2 separate regions of the Capsicum annuum genome follow, and region 2 is linked to region 1. A link is a contact called in public Hi-C data. All regions are on one chromosome and are shown on one strand. Each heading gives the region's core, a stretch centred on a gene start, on an enhancer-like site or on the middle of the called end of the contact. The rest is flanking DNA. Distances are from core to core; before and after follow the strand shown.

Region 1 (2,703 bases), core at 147-2,646:
AAAATTAACTACAACCGTACAACATTTAAATTTGAAACTTCTAGAGCTCTCAGTAAATCTTGTCCTTCGATTTCTGTTACTCTCTGTCATATTATGGTATTACAGTTTCTGTTCGGTTACTATATGTTGTTTTTCATTATTCTCTGATGTTTCTTGTACTTTCACCACCTATTTTACTGTATTGTTTTTCCTTGAGCCGAGGGTCTATCGGACACTCTACCTTCCCGAGAGACCCCACTTTGTGAGACTACACTACACTGGGTATGTTGTTGTTGCTGTTGTAAAGCTCTAAGCAAAGTGAAACTACACTTCTTTATAACAACTATGCTATATGATTGTAGATTGCATCACTAAAACCTGATAGAACTTATAGATATCCAAATCACAATAATAGTACCAAAGGTCCATGCAATCAAGCACACCCAATAACAACAACATACGCAGTATGGTCCCACAAGTGGGAACTCGCAAGGGCAGAGTATACGCAGACCTTAACTCTACCTGTTTCCAAAAGACCTTCGGGCACAAAGACACAACATTTATCAAGACATACAACAAAAACAAACAGGTAACATAGTAATTCATCAAAAGTAAGAACACATAAATAAAATATACCTGACAAATCAAACCACCCAGAATATATTTCCAATTTTCAGCTAGAAGATTGATCTCTGTTGTCACCTCCGCACAAAATCTCTTCCACAACTACTCTCCACCAAAGAAAAAAAAAATACAACAACCAACACAATCAACAAAAACTGGATCTTCACAAAAAAAAAATTAAAAAAAAAAAAATCACACAAGAAAAAGGCTCACCTTAGAAGCCTCGCGACCAATGTAAAAAGACATATCTTTATCTGTACCAACCAAGGCCATATTACATCACAAACCAACCATCTTGTTGGTCAAATTCGTTCAACCTAAAAAAAAACCTCCTTTTTAATTCCAAGCAAATTCTAATACCTCTTTTTTCCTTTTTCTTTTTCTGTCACAAAAATTCAATTCAAACAATTTTTTCAATTGAAAATAAATAAAACTAGAACCCGATCGGCACCGAAAACCCCTTAAATCGATTTACAATGAGTGTACAAAGACGGAAACTTTGGTAAATTTTCTCCGAGAATAATCCGGTACAGTTTGATTATTTCTCTCTCTAAAAAGTGGGTTTGCGATTTTTTCTCTCTCTAGAAACTACCTTCTCTCACCCTTTTTTGATTTCTCCTTTGTCTGCTAAAACGCGAGTTCAACACGGAGGACAGTTGAGAAGAGAGAAGAACAAATATATATGTATATAAAGATTTTTGCTTTTTTTTTTTTTGGAAAAGAAGGGGAAAAAGATAAAAGAAAATTCCAATTGGGAAAAAGGGAGGAAATTGGAGACTTGATAAAGACATTTCAAGTTTAAAAAAAATCAAAAACTTAAATATATAGTCAAACTCTTAAATTTTTTATCAGAATAAGTACGTAGTATAATTTTTTAATAGGCAGTATATAACAAAATTATTTAATCATATATTTATTTAGAAACTGTAATAATCTAAGTATCTAAATAAAGTAATTACCATTTAAATAACTGTTAATATATTCCGCCATAAAAAAAGGCTATACCTCTCATAAATGAATTATTTTTGTATGTTATTTCAAAAAATATATAGGAAAAACTTTATGAGGTAATTAATAGAACTACTCCGTTCATTGGATCTGAATTATTTTGTGTGTCTCAATTTATATGAGTTATTTTTTATGTTAATTTATTTCTAAAAAAATGATATATTCTCTTATTTGAGAATAACTTAACATGGATTGTAGTACAGTGGAGGGTTGCTACACCCTTAACAAGAGGTGAGTATGAAAAAAATCTTGTTGGTAGTGCTACTCCAAACCCTGCAACGCGTGATTCAAATTAATTGAAGCTTCAATACGGACATCGAACACCGGATGAAAAATTTTAAAAAAATAACTATAAGATATTTTTATTAAATAATTTATCACACAAATAACTAGTACTTATTTTAGACTTCAAATTAAAAAAAAAAAAAAAAGTATCCTAAATTTTGTTCCAAATCAAATTAACTCCCATAATTGTAACACACGGAGTAATAAACTACAATATGAAATTTGAATTGTGATAATTAAATATTCAATAATTCACTTAACTAAATAAATTTGTCCTTATTCTCTTTTTGTTGCTCTTTAATTATTTATGGGGATATTCTAAATATTTCTTTTTATAATTTCAAATTTAAAATATTATTGTTTAATTTTAATTAGATATAATTATTAACATGTACATTAGTTTAGATCAGTAATCATTGAACTTTCTAAGTTAATGGTTATACAGTTAGGAGTTGTTTGGTTGATGATATAACCAAACAACACTAATAGAAATTAATTATACAAATTAAATCATGTATTATATTATAGTTATTTTATTATCTATCTAACATAAAGTAATTATATGAATTGATTGAAATTTTTTACATATTTTATTTATGTGAATTGTTAATTAATAACTTACAACATATTTGATATGCTGATTTTTTATAAAATAATTTTAAAAAAATAGTTTAATATATGAATATTTTTTTCCTAACTAAATAACCAATGTACTTCTTTCTTGTTACGCTAATTAACATGCTTACAAACACGATCTTTTGTATAATTAAAAATAATAAACTTAATCTCTTTTAATAACCTTTGAAC
Region 2 (2,703 bases), core at 107-2,606, 88 kb after region 1:
ATACACTCTACCAAACGATAGGGGTGTGCATCGGTCGATTCGTTTTGGTTTTATGTGTTATTGGTTTGGTTTATCGATTTTTAAATATGTGAAACCAATAACCAACCAATAAAATATTTTCTTATTGGTTTCGGTTTATTGATTTTTTAATCCTTAACGATTCGGTTTTCGGTTTAACCAATAAAAAAATACTTAGAAAATAAAAATAGTAACAACTAACATAAAAAGACAAAATCTTAGTTACCGACAAAATCCTATGCAATACATTTTAGTTTACAAAAATCTTCAAACTTGAACTGAATGTTAGTTCAAAAAAAAATTGAATCCTAATTGTTGGAAGCTATAAATGCTTCAAGCTTTTCAATACGCCAATATCCGAGTTTTATGTTGTGCCTTTGTTGCCTTGAATAGGTTAATACTTTGTGAATCACTGAATTGTGAATAAGTAGTGCATATAATATATATACATACATATATATATATAGAGAGAGAGAGATTTATATATATATAACATAAATAGGATGTAAAACAATAGTTTAGTGTATCCTTATTGGGTTATCGGTTTAACCGATAACCCAGTAAGCTAAAATCAAAATCGAACCGTTTACCCAATAATTTTTTTTATAAAACCAATAAGAAATCGTTAACCCAATAACCCAATACCAGTAACCTAATAACATTTTTATTGGTTCGATTTATCGGTCGGTTTGATTTTTGCACACCCCTACTGAACGACCCCTAACAGGTAGGGCTGGACATAAGATACCGAAAATCGAATTACTGAACCAAACCGAACCAAAAAATTTGATAATTGGTATTTGGTAATTCGGTATTTGGTATGATATTTGGGAATAAAATTTTAATATTTCGATATTCGGGATTGAGTTTGGTACAAAATATTAATACCGTTTGGTATTCGGTATTTATTCATCTAGCTTGGGAAATATGAGATCGGGTATGAGATAAAGGCTGAGAGTTCAGCCGTTGTAGTATTAGATTTAGGTATCGTTTGGTTTGAAAATGTTTATCCTGGGATAACTTATTCCATCATGTATATGGGATAAGTTATCCCGGGACTAAGGGGAAAATGGTGGAATAAGTTATCCCGGGTTGGATTAATCTCTCCAACCAAACAAAGGAAAATGTGTTCTTTTATTTTATTCCGAAATAATTAGTTATCTCGGGATAACCATTTTCAAATCAAACAACCCTTATAACCTAACAAAAATGTGTTATCAATACCAGCAAATGCTTATAAACAAAAGAAAAAGATTTTATTTCCATCAAAATTGATTGGTGTCACATATATATGGACCAAAATCATAACTGTTTCTGATGGATAAACTTAACAGAATTACAGATTATGAAATCTATGAATGGGTCCTATGCATGTACGTTATGTTTTTGGATTGTGACTAATGTCCTACATAACGAATTAAGATTTTCATGGGTCAAATAAATTATAATATATCAAAGACTCTTGTCAACAGACAAACACCATCACAATCTTTCATTACAAGCTTAGCATAATTATTTTTTTAAATAACAATTAGAAAAAATAAACGATTTAAATTATCTTTTATATACCATCAAAGTCAATTTCATGAAAAAGTTTATCACGTTATATGCATTATGATTTTCAAATTTGATTTTATCACACAAGTTTAACAACTAGATTAGAAAAAGAGTGATTTGTGTGCGAGAGGGAAGAAGATTAACAACAAAAAAATGAAAGAACGAAAGGTACAAGATTACTGGCAAGTGATATACGCAGTTGAAGGGAAGGCTAAAGTAGAAATAAAAGAAAAATACTTAAAAAAAAAAAGAAAAAGTGAGAAAGTGTACATTTAATTTTAATAAAAAGTAAAAAACTAGTAAAATTTTAATTTTGTCTTCTTCTTCACTCTCTCATCATTTGCCACATCAGTCTTTAGCATGCAAATAATTCTATTTTAATTAGCGCTGTCAATACGGGCGGGCTCAGCCCATTCGGGTTAATCTATGTGAGCTTTGAAATTTTACGAGTCAGGTTAGGCTGATCCATCAACATGACAAATTAGAAAATAGCAAGCCCAACTCATCACAATGTGGGCCACCTTCACGGGCTAACCCACTTTTTAAAATATATTAATTTTATAATTTTAATTTTAATTTTAAATTATTAATTAAATAAATATTTACAACTAATATTACATGAAGTTACTACTTGTTAATCAAATCTCAAATTTACAAAAAAACCCTAATAATCTGTGAAATTAAATAACTTTTAATATCAATTTCAATCCAAATAGAGATGTTGAAAAACAAACAAAATTGTTAATGAGTAATAACATAACTAGCTGAATAGCAATATTAACCTAATTTTGTTTTGATTGATCACATTAAACTACAAAGAAATGTCAATATTTAGTCTATTAAAAGTGAAAATGAACTTCTAAAAAAACAAACACATGACACTTATGGTGTGTTGAACATCGCCACATCATCTTCATCAAACATATTTAATTACTTAAAAAATGCAATAGTTATATTTGAATTATTTATATATTTTATAAATATATTTAATATCTAAATATTTATAATGATTCAAATAGACTTTGATTTTGAACTCTTTTTTTTATTCTTAGTACTCTATTCTATTTTTTCATTATTTTTTATTTAGTCCATGGGCCAGCCCAACTATGGGCTTATATGGACCGAGCT

The links. Hi-C and Micro-C count contacts between places; a contact is called where the count stands out from the background.
Region 2: a contact with region 1 is called in a Hi-C map of placenta, with 4 times the contacts expected there. The contact joins the enhancer-like site here to the promoter of LOC107842870 in region 1. A contact is called at or near these places in 2 of 5 Hi-C or Micro-C datasets (leaf and placenta).

What each region holds. Positions count from the first base shown.
Region 1 is chr9:45,266,528-45,269,230 of UCD10Xv1.1, forward strand. It overlaps LOC107842870 (phosphatidylinositol:ceramide inositolphosphotransferase 2), which reads right to left and starts at 1,397. Exons shown (of 12, transcript XM_016686913.2): 1 at 817-1,397; 2 at 616-705. The coding sequence starts at 876.
Region 2 is chr9:45,354,360-45,357,062 of UCD10Xv1.1, forward strand. No RefSeq gene overlaps it. Among protein-coding and RNA genes, the nearest start is that of LOC107842870, 88 kb to the left of the region's middle. Within about 2 kb of position 1,357, at least 1 of the 5 cell types and tissues checked has an H3K27ac peak or open chromatin away from gene starts, as enhancers often do.